3 separate regions of the Sus scrofa genome follow, and regions 1 and 3 are each linked to region 2. A link is a contact called in public Hi-C and HiChIP or PLAC-seq data. All regions are on one chromosome and are shown on one strand. The core of a region is the stretch at or near the end of the contact, and the rest is flanking DNA. Distances in the headings are between cores, read along the strand shown.

Region 1 (3,394 bases), core at 359-2,858, 39 kb after region 2:
GGTGCATACGATGGCCAGTCGATGCAAGATGAGCACTGTGGAAGCGGATGTCACCATGGTGACATGGCCATCCCCATCCTGTAAGGACAGTGTCAGACATCCAGGTGAAAAGTGGATATATGTTCTGGGTGTGTCTAGATACAGTCTACAGTGTAACTACTTTAGATTAACTGTAGATGGGGGAGTGAAAGGCAATGAAAATTGTAGAATATTAAAAAGCAGTACAATTTTTTATTTCTAAATTGGGCTGACGAAGTGATGGCTAGGGTTCAAGCTGCAGGGTAGCGGGAAAAGCACAAGGCCTGTGAATTCAGATAGTCCCAGATTTGACTCTTAACTCTGCCACTTGTAGACTTGTAATTTTAGGAAAAACATGTATACCTTCTGAACTTCAAGTGTCGTTATCTCTAAACTGGGTATAGTGTCATCTGTCTTTTGGAGGTTATATATATATTCCCAGTGCCTAATGCAGTGCTCAGCACTAAGTAGAGGCTTAGTAGTTGGTTGTTGGTAGAATAAAAGAAGGGATGGATGGATGGATGGATGGATGGATGGATGGCTGGCTGGCTGGCTGGATGGCTGGCTGGCTGGCTGGCTGGCTGGCTGGCTGGCTGGCTAGCTAGCTAGATGGAATGGTCACTCTGGATGGAGAAAGTCTAAGAGTCAGTGTTAAATAATATATCTATAACAAGTCATATTTTCCATATTAGCTCGAGGTTTGCCAAGTAACTTTTCTCAAATCTAAGTTAATGGGGACCAAATTAAGAAGCCATAAACCTCGCTTTTGTCATCTTATGTATATCAAGGCTATAAGCACAGAAAAGGAAACATGACTCATTGTGGCCCCAACAAGCAGGGGTTATTTTCCACACATTCAGAAAATCTGGGAGACAGTTTCTTCTCCCATTTGCCACTAAAGATCTATGCTCTTTTCATTCCTGGGGTCTACCTTCTTTGCTGTGTTGAGTTTTTAAATTTTGGATTTGCTCTCTTGTGGTCACCAAATGGTGATCACAGGTCCATGCTTCACCACCAGTTTCAAAGTTGAGAACCAAAGAGGCACCTATTATGAGGCTCCTATCTTTGGTGAGGAGGCAAAATCCTTTCCCAGCGTCCTTACACAGCTTCTCCTTGGGCCTCACTTGGTTGACAGCCCCTTAGGCCAGGGCTCCCACCTTCCCTGAGGTCACAGCATCTCCACCCAAAAACACTGGGCTTCTCTTAGGAGGGAAATGTTGAGGGTTTGTGAAGTCACATCTCCCACAAATAAACTGGTTGGGGTGGGGGGAAGCAGAAGTTAAAGTTTAATGCATGTGGTTTACTTGTAAGACTTTGTTGTCTGCCTTAGGCGATTCTGGATTTACAAGTCCCCAATAAGGGTGTTAAGATTCTGCTGGTTTTAAGCTGGGGAGGAGTTTTTTTTGTGACTGTGTGTCTCTTGTTCGGTGTGTAAGGGATTTGTGCTTTCTTCCTCCTTGTTGAGCGGCAGAAGAAAAGAGGAGTAGTAAGTAAGATTGAAAATAGGAAAAGATTTTCTGGAGTTAGTGCCAGGCCTCTGAAATGCTGCAACCCTGCCTTTTGCCAGAAGCCCTATGCTGAAACTGGCCAGAAGACTGTTAACAAAATACTTCCCAACTAAGCTAAGTCAAGAGAAGAAAATGTGAAATAGTACTGGGGAGGGGGGGATTCTGAAAAGAGGGCTGGCACTGAAGCTTTGCAGAAGAGTGCAGGAATTTGAGAGTTGTTCAAAATGTCACTAGTGTGTGGTTTACATTGGCACTGCCCACGTTCAGTGCTCAGGGAACACAGGAAGAAGGGAAACTGCTCACACAGCCTGAGAAGGATGCAAAGACCACAGTGGGATTAAGTCCAGAGTTAAATTGCACACACGCACATTCTAGGAATTCAGATTTGTGGTTCAAAATCACATGTGTGCCTGGGTCACTTTGCTGTACAGTAGAAAACTGACAGAACATTATAAGCCAGCTATAGTGGAAAAAAATAAAAATCATTTTAAAAATTATATATATATATATTGTGTGTGTATCAAAGTGTTTGGGGAGCTTTTGACTTGGATGACAAAATGCTTCATAATCAATATCTACTCTTTTCTTCTTTTGGAGAAGCCACCCAGCAGCTTACCTTCCCAAACAATTATTCGTAAATAAATAGGATTTCATGTCGCAAACATCAAAGCTTTTAAGCTTTAAAGAAATACTCACACATCAGCGTTCCCACTGTGGCGCAACAGGATTGGCCATGTCTCAGCAGCACCAGGACGCAGGTTCAATCCCCATCCAGGCACAGTGAATTAAAAGGCTCTGGGTGGCTTGGATCTGATCCCTGGCCTGCGAACTCCATATGCCGCAGGGTGGCCAAAAAAAAAAAAAAAAAAAAGGAGAGAGAGATACACATAAATAAAAGTTCGACAAGACTTGCAAATGCTTTATTGCATGTCATTTATTGAGGAGGTAAAAGGATGGAACTGATAGATCCATGTTTTCTATTATGTTATCTCTACTGTTAGAATTTGGCCATATCCATGAACTGTTATTTCTCAAGTGACTGGAGATTAATAATATCCTGCTTTTAGGCAGTAATTTCAAATTTTCACATATAAAAGCTGCAGAAAGATGATGCTTAAAAGGAGAAAAGACACAGTAGACAAACACCAACTGACTAAACTCTCTGAAGCAGAGGTTTGCTAAGAGGCCAAGGAAAGAGAGAAAGGGGTTACAGAGAGAAACTGATCTCTGCGGGGTTGCGTTCACTGCCATGCTGGGAAAATGCCAGAAGCTTGGGAGAATGGCTGTCCGCTCCCAGCTAACACTGATCACTTGGGGCTTCATCATAAATGGGGCTCATTCATGAGAGAAACACTGCTCTTCTGAAAAGCACCCATATTGAAGAAGCAACCAGAAAATCCAAAGTATAGGAGATGCCTGGCAAGAGGGATCTGCGTCTCCTTCCTTCTGTCTCTTCCAAAGCGTTCTCTTACTGTTCCACAGTATTTTCTGTGGCCACTGGGCCCAAACTGCCTGGAAGATACAACAAAAGTAGTGTAGCAAACCACGTGGCATTGAAATCTGAGCCAGCCGTGTTCAGAATCAACTGAAAGAAACACTGCCACTACCATCAATAAGGCAGGCAGTCTCTTTATTAGTGGAATTCTCAGAGCATTTTTGGAAGGTAGTAACACTTTAAGGCTTTAGGAAGAGACAAAAGACTGTAAAATGTGTCAGATGTGTAGCACAAAGTCAAGGTATAGCGGGGAGTTGGAGTTCATTGACCTCAGGCACTGCATCACTGACCTTCAAGGAGATGGGGTACCCTGGGTCACTCCACGCTGGGGTGTGCCAGAGAGGGCAGACGTATCCATCTAAGGTGTATGGGG
Region 2 (3,833 bases), core at 814-3,313:
GATCACAGGTGAGGGATATGGCAGAGCACTGACAACCGTTGCTGGAGTTGGGCATGTACTTTGATCCAGAGTAAGAGGCTGCTGCTAGCTTTTCAAAGTCAGGATTTCACAGATGAATTGACTAACAGCAAGCCTCATATATGTAAGAAATAACAAAATTAAGTCAATTAAAAATATAAATTAAAAATCAGGGGAGTTCCCGTCATGGCACAGTGGTTAACGAATCCGACTAGGAACCATTGGTTGCGGGTTCGAACCCTGCCCTTGCTCAGTGGGTTAACGATCCGGCGTTGCCGTGAGCTGTGGTGTAGGTGGCAGATGCGGCTCGGATCCCGCATTGCTGTGGCTCTGGTGTAGGCCAGTGGCTACAGCTCTGATTCGACCCCTAGCCTGGGAACCTCCACATGCCGCAGGAGCGGCCCAAGAAATGGCAAAAAAAAAAAAAAAATCATATAGAAGGTACAAAGAAGAAACGTGAAATTACTGAAGTTTGCACACAGTGGAGCAGAAAGAACACTGGATTGAGGGTCGTGGGTAAAAGGACAAAGTCTGGGGCCAGACTCTTTGCAGTGAATTCTGGCTCTGCCACTTTTGAGCTGCCTGGCTTAACATCCCTGAGCCTACCTGCTAGGGTTGGTAGGATGATTAATAAAATTAATATATGTAAAGCACTTAGAGCAACATCTGCCATGAAAGTGTTAGCTCTTATTATTCTTGCCTTGCTCCTAACTAGATCAGTGCATCTCCAACTATCTGTGGGATTTTATTTTCAATCTGTTGCAGGCTGATGCTTTTATCCAACATGATAAATACAACATGAATAATGAGAAAAGTAAAAGAGACATACCAAATACAAGGCCATATTCTTCGTTATCAAATTTAACAGGCAGAAAATCACACAAATTGCTATAAAAGTTTTTACATGCTCACTTTCACTTTCTATGCTTATCCCATTACAGATGGGTAGCAGTTCCCAGACAGTCATTGTTCTGTGAGTCACACATTGAATAGTACTATATTAGAAAAGTTTCAATAAGCCCCTTAAGTTCTTGGTGTCTCAGTTTCCAGATGAGATTACGTACATGAAAGCATTTACTCTTTTATCTCCACCCTGTCAAACAAGAAAGCAGACACCTAGGAATGTGCGAGAAGTCTGCTGAGTGATACTATTTCTGCACATCCATCTTTTTCACTCTTTCTGGACTCTTTCTGGACTTTTTGAGGGTGACATCCCCACCCCCACCACCAATCACCTTTATTGCAGAGCTTGGCACATAGCAGACGTCAATGACTGTTGAATGGCTGTATTAATAGTTTGAAGTCTACGGAAACGAACGTGGCTTCTCAAACTCCTGGACCCTGAATCCATCCAGAAAAAAACCAAAGCGAATTCCGTTCATTAAGCGGAACTCTGCCAGGTACTGGGCATTCGGAAACACAAATCTCATGGTGGAGCAATGGAAGGGAAGCTCATGATGGGCGGGTGTACTTCACATTCAACAATCTGCAGTTATAGCTCCACTTTCTGGGAAGCAAAATCTCTCTGTGGCCCCAGGGCCCTTTAAATTTTGCTGTGACTGTTTTCTTAAGAAATTCCTGGAACAGAGCCTAACTTTTGTGTAGGGGGTTGGCAGAGCACATATTCGCGGCCTAAGGGACGGTTGGCATAAGGGTTGGCAAGGCGTTCACACGCGAGGGAAACTTCCGAGGAGTGAGAACAGCCCTGTGCAGGGTCGTGAATGGGGGGTGGGAGGGAACCGAAGAATCTTTGAACTCCAGGGCTTTAGGGAATTTGGGGAAGGGAAACGGGGGGTGGCCAAAGCGGCCAGACCTTTGCGGGACTTCAACGCTCCCCACCTCTCCTCTCTGCCAGCCCACGTGCGGCAAAGCAAGGGTTCGGCGGCCGAACTGAGTAAGAGCCCGGGCGTCTGGGCAGGAGGGAGGAGGGCTAGGCCAGGAGGAAGGAGTCCGGGCCGCCGCCGCCCCGCCCGTCGGGCTGTCCGCCCCGCCTACCCCGAGCGAGGCGGAGCCGGCGCCCGCCCGGAGGAGCAGGAGGAGGAGGAGAGGTCGGAGCCGTCTCCAGGAGCCCTTAGAGACAGAGTCCCCGGCAGCAGCGGTGGTGGCAGGGGCAGCGCTCTGGCAGGCGAGTGAGCACCGAGCAGCGGGCGCAGGTGGCAAGTCGGGTCCCCGAAGGGACCAGGGCGCAGCGCGGGGCGTCGGCTGGCCAGTTCGGGAGCCGCCTCCGAGTTCCCAGTGCTGGGAAGCGAGATGGAGGGAGGGAACGGAGGAAGGAAGGAAGGAGGGAAGAGTGTCCCAGAGGGCGGGGACTGGTCCGGGCACTGGGCGCCGGAGACCGGGATGGGGGAGGGAGGGCAAGGGACGCCGAGACCCGGAGACGGACGGCGCGCTCGCCCTCGACGGGCGGCAGCGGCCGGAGGGCGCGGGAAGCCCGCAGCCCTGCGGGTCCAGGGCTGGGAACCGGCCCCCGGGACGAGGGCGGGAGCGAGAGAAGGTCTCCCGGCTCGCTCGCTTCCTCACCGGCCCGCGGCCGTGCGCCCCGCGCCGGGTTGGGACTGGGAGGTTTGGGAGGTTCCGGGGTTCCCAGCTCCAGCTTGCGGCGCTGCCAGGTTTGCGAGAAGGGCCGGCAGCTGGGGGCGACCCGGCGCCACGCCCCTCTTCCCTACTTTCTTCCGCTCTTTCTGGGGACTCGGCAGCGAAGGCGCAGCCCTGGAACCCGCTGGGGGTTGGGGGTCTGGCGGCGAAATAGCGGGTCGCAGAGATCACACGTCCCGCGAGGGACCCCCGAGCAGTGAGCGGTCTGGAGACTGCTATCATTTGCGGATGATAGGAGGAGGTCAAGACTCAGACGTGAGGCTTGCGTGATTTTTTAAAAAAGTATTGCCCGGACTTATTGCGTGGAACAGAGTGACTTTAAAAAATTTTTTTTCGACTAGGGTATATCAATTAAAGCTAATTTTAAAATGCTGTCCCTGAAGCCTCTCGACCCACCGGTTCCTCCCCTTCTGTTTGTGTCTTGTAAACTTGACTTAAACCATTCATAACTTTCGAAAAGGAACTCGTGATTCTCATTAAATCCCCGCGGTGGAGCGAAACTTTGGGTAACTGGAAATCTGAGTGAGGGAACTGCCGCGGCCTGTCGTCTTGTGATCACCCCTGCCCAGGCGCGGTTGTGTACAAACAAGTGCACAGAGAAGAAAATGGTCAAAAACCTGAGAGAAAGGAGGTCCCCTGCGCCCACGTGTCAGGGCACGTTTAATGGCTGCTGTGAGTGGAAACGGACTGGAATGTATTAGACCTTGTGGAGTTGGACAAACTTCACATGATTAGCTTCCTTCCCATCAGTTGTTTCCTCTCCCCCCCACCCCGCCCCCGCTGTCTTGCCGACACTGTTTATATTTCCTGGGGCTGTTGTAGCTTCGTCTAGATAGATTGTCTATAAGGAATCTTTTGGACATTGTCAGCAGCAGGGACTGTGTCTGCGTGTTCTCTACTTTAAAAGCGGAGTTTGGCTGTGTTTTTAAAGTGCTCGTCACCACGCTGCACCATTGCTGGTGCTTCTCAGCTCTGCCTATAAATGATGGCAGGATGGCGGCCCTCACCTAGTAGAACCAGGAAGGCGGGCAGTGTTAGAATGACGGGGTTGGGTTTAACTGTTGCCAAAACAGTCACATTCAAGGAAGGAGTTGTTTTGATTCTTTAAAAAAAAAAAAAAAAAAAAAAAAGTGTATGTGTTAGCAAGCCCTTTTTTCAATAAACAAACATGATTCACACACACATAATTTTTTAAAGTAATGAAACCTTTTACAGAGATT
Region 3 (3,661 bases), core at 689-3,188, 55 kb after region 2:
GGGCTTGGGAGCCTGGGATAAGGAGCTTGGACTTAATCCTACAACCTAGAGGAAGCCACTGGCAGATTTTCAGCAGCTTCAGGGCTTGCCTTGGGAGATGGGGAAGCAGCGTCCCCTGTGGCCTCAGCCCACAGCCAGTTGATTCTAAACAGCATCCCTGACCAACCCCCCTTCCCTGTGACTTGGGCAGGAAGTTCATACGTGTGGATATGATTTTACTCATTGGGAGTGATTTCTTGGGAGGCCACAGATGAACAAAGTGAAAGAATGTGTTCCTTAATTCCTTTCTGCCTGATTCTTCCTCTTACTCCCTACCACCGCCAAGACAGATACAGAGATGTCTAACTTACAGACTCTTCTGAGAATCAGATGAAAGTGATGGCGTCTTCCCTGAGAAAAACCACAAAGGCACGATTTTCCAAAGACCCCCCCCCCATTAACCTCCAACTACATCCCCATCTTGATCATCCAAGCAGCGCCCCCCCCAGACACAGCATGGTCTTTCTGACCCCAGACTTGCATGTGGTTTTTGTGTTCCCACCCTGAACTATTTTAAATTTAATTTGCTCCCACATCCCATAACTCCTCCATCTGCCATCACTGCTATTATCTGACCACGTATCATGGGAGCAGTCTTGGATCACTTGATGGTTATAATTAAAACTGAAAGTAATTATCTTATTTTGAGCCGTTCAAATTTAATTGACAGTGTAGTGGCTAAGGGCCTGGCTCTGGAGGCTGCTGCATAGATTAGAATCCCAGCTCTCACTATCTTCTAACCTCACCTAAGTTACTTATAACCTCTCTCTGCCTCAGTTTCCTCATTACAGAATAGGAATGATTCTGTACTTACTTCATGAAGTTACTGTGGGGGTTCATTAAGGTAATACGGGCACATGCCAAGAACACATCGTTAAGTGCTATATAAATATTCGCTATTATCATGTTTTCTTTCTACTAAATGACACCACGGAATGGGGTAATTAACAATGGATTCCTAGAAGCAGGAACATAGATGAACAAAATCTCCATGTGCATTGCACTGACTTTGGAGCCTTGCCAGCATCTGAAGGCCAAGGATAGATTCCTTTGGCCTCTGCTATCTGGTGTGGAGGCTACTAGCTGGACTGGTGTGGAGGTCACTAGCCGCTGTGGGTGTTGACGGCTTGGAATGCTGCTAGCCCAAGTAGCGACGGTCCGGGTCTTAAAGATTTAGTATGACCAAAAAAAAGCAAATGTCTCATTAATGGTTTTTTATATCAGTTGCTTGTTGAAGTCACAATATTCCGAATACATCAGGTTAAATAATGTCATCTGCCTCTTTTTGCTTTTTAAATGGGGCTACCAGAAAATTTAAAGTTATATCTGTGGCTTTGTTATATTTCTGGTGAACAGCAGGACCTTAGGCTCACCATTATCAGTCAAAGAAAAAGGTATGGTTATTTGTGATCAGGTGACCACTATTAGGTAGCCTTGGACACTCTTCCTCTGGTCCTTCAAGCTGTACCGAACCAGTTTTGTTTGTTTGTTTGTTTTTTGGTTTTTAGGGCCCATGGCATATAGAGGTTCTCAGGCTAGGGGTCTAATTGGAGCTAAAGGTGCCAGCCACAGCCACGGCCACGCCAGATGCAGGCTGCGTCTGCGACCTATACCAGCTCACTGCAACACCAGATGGTTAACCCCCTGAGTGAGGCCGGGGATCGAACATGCAACCTCATGGTTCCTAGTCAGATTTGTTTCTGCTGCGCCACGACAGGAACTCCCCAGTTGGACCCGTTTTTTAGCTGGTTCCGTAAAGGGAGTCATGGCTTGGTCCTCACAGAAGGGATTTGGGGAACCAAGGCAAGAACAACCACCAGGAAGGCGTCCACTGACTTGGAGGGGTTGGGACGAAAACACTACCATTTATAGTTATACTGGCTTCAGACTTTCCGCACTCCCTGAAGGAGAGGAGAGAGTGCTCTCTGTTCAGGAAGTTGAAATATGTAGCCGAAAAACTCCCTATTCCATCAGGAGCCAGAAAAAGAAAGCTTTGCTAATCTTTAACTAGAAGAATACATACTCAACATGATAGCAGCCACTGGGATGAAAGGCACACCCTTTCCACACGTGATTTACTTAAGGAATGTTTGTTTCATTCTATTTCAGATTCATCCCATCACCTAAAACCTGGTAACAGTGGGCCACACAGAGTCTTACTGGTAAGTGCTCTTTCATTTTTAAAACAAAGTGACTGTTTGACATTATTTTTGAAATGATATTCACATGTCTAAGTTAGAGGCTTCCTTACTGGTACTATGATTAGATGTCTATTTATTCACATTTTTCCCCCTCTGAAATGATTTATGATGTTTCCGTGCCTTTAAAAAACAGATCAATCCATGTTCTCTTGCTAAGAACATGGTCAGGGAAAAGCTCTATGATTACATGCCAAATACTATTAAAATAAAAACTTTTTTTGTAATGAAACTATTTCCAGGCCCCTGTTGATGGTCTGCTTGTTTCAAACAGTATCCAAAACAACAAAATGTTACTTCAGCCAAGGAATTCAGACTGTCCCTTGCAGTGTGTCGTAATGAAAACTGGCTCATAGCTGTAACATACTAGCTTCCTTATTGCCCAATTTTTTTTTCCTCTCACCTCACTTTAAACCTAAATGTGACTATTGTGAGATAACAGTTCTGTTAGTGGTAGAAAACTTCCTTTAGGGTTTGGCAAGCAGTGTACTTCTTAAGAGAAAAACCTTGAGGCACCTCTCGTGTGGCACCGCTCCCTGATATAGTTATGCTGTTCTTGGCAGTGTGTATCAGTTAGCTTTTTGCTGCATAACAAAGCTCCCCAAAATTTACTACCAGAAATTTAACTCAAAATAGCAATCATTTCTTTATTCTTTAATTCTGTGGGTTGTCAGTTTGGGCTGGGCCTAGAGCATGTGATTCTTGAGATTTCAATTGAGACATTCACATGTCTTCAGTCAGCTACAGGTCCAGGTCACCTAGGCTGGTAAGTCACCTGTATATTGGCCAGAGTGGTGACAATGACCAAGAAATGGTTCTTACTGTCCTGCACGTTCCAAAAGAGACAGTGGACGCATCTTGAGGATGAGGCTTAGAATTGGCACAATATGGCTTCTCACACATTCTGTTGGCTAAAGCAAGCTCTAACCTCGATTCAAGAGCTACAAGAATAGATTCTACCTCTTGGTGAGAGGAGCTGCAGAATCTCATGGCAGGGAGGAAGGATACAGAGAGGAGAAGAATTGGGGCCATGTTTACAATCCACCCTACAGTGTTTATGAGTCTCATGAAAACAGCTGTGATGGAATGAAAAGCGCCTGGACAGCAAGAGGGCTCAGATCATGCTCCCATCTCCTCGTCCTTCCCATCACCCCATTCTGATTGACAGACCTACAATCCTAGCTTGCTCTTCTGCCGTCTGGCATCTCAGTCTGTTCAGCAGGTTGCTGGGTGGTTTTGTCAATACCAAGTGTCCAGTGTTCATAGTACATCCTTTAGTTCAACTCTCAGGACATTCGTCCTTTGCTCCAGAACTGTCCTTGCCTCCGTGTCGCCCACAACACCAGCCTAGACTCCTCTCTGGCTTCTCCACTTCCATTATCTGCTCCATCCCCTCATGTGCAGCTCCTACCCTTCCTTTTATT

The links. Hi-C and Micro-C count contacts between places; a contact is called where the count stands out from the background. HiChIP or PLAC-seq counts read pairs in DNA pulled down with a chosen protein or histone mark.
Region 1: a contact with region 2 is called in a Hi-C map of embryonic fibroblasts, with 2.7 times the contacts expected there. The contact joins the enhancer-like site here to the promoter of GNG12 in region 2. A contact is called at or near these places in 3 of 47 Hi-C or Micro-C datasets (embryonic fibroblasts and epiblast stem cells) and 1 of 2 datasets of contacts at active chromatin or transcription factors (skeletal muscle).
Region 3: a contact with region 2 is called in an H3K27ac HiChIP or PLAC-seq map of skeletal muscle. The contact joins the enhancer-like site here to the promoter of GNG12 in region 2. A contact is called at or near these places in 10 of 47 Hi-C or Micro-C datasets (adipocytes, alveolar macrophages, embryonic fibroblasts and 6 more) and 1 of 2 datasets of contacts at active chromatin or transcription factors (skeletal muscle).

What each region holds. Positions count from the first base shown.
Region 1 is chr6:144,819,508-144,822,901 of Sscrofa11.1, forward strand. All of the region lies in intron 1 of GNG12 (guanine nucleotide binding protein (G protein), gamma 12), which reads left to right. Among named protein-coding and RNA genes, the nearest start is that of GNG12, 39 kb to the left of the region's middle. Within about 2 kb of position 1,609, at least 15 of the 83 cell types and tissues checked have an H3K27ac peak or open chromatin away from gene starts, as enhancers often do. A contact at or near this core is called in embryonic fibroblasts, where this site is marked.
Region 2 is chr6:144,780,461-144,784,293 of Sscrofa11.1, forward strand. It overlaps GNG12 (guanine nucleotide binding protein (G protein), gamma 12), which reads left to right and starts at 2,064. Exons shown (of 5, transcript NM_001145387.1): 1 at 2,064-2,143.
Region 3 is chr6:144,835,758-144,839,418 of Sscrofa11.1, forward strand. It overlaps GNG12 (guanine nucleotide binding protein (G protein), gamma 12), which reads left to right. Exons shown (of 5, transcript NM_001145387.1): 2 at 2,149-2,201. Among named protein-coding and RNA genes, the nearest start is that of GNG12, 55 kb to the left of the region's middle. Within about 2 kb of position 1,939, at least 23 of the 83 cell types and tissues checked have an H3K27ac peak or open chromatin away from gene starts, as enhancers often do. A contact at or near this core is called in fetal skeletal muscle, retroperitoneal adipose tissue and skeletal muscle, where this site is marked.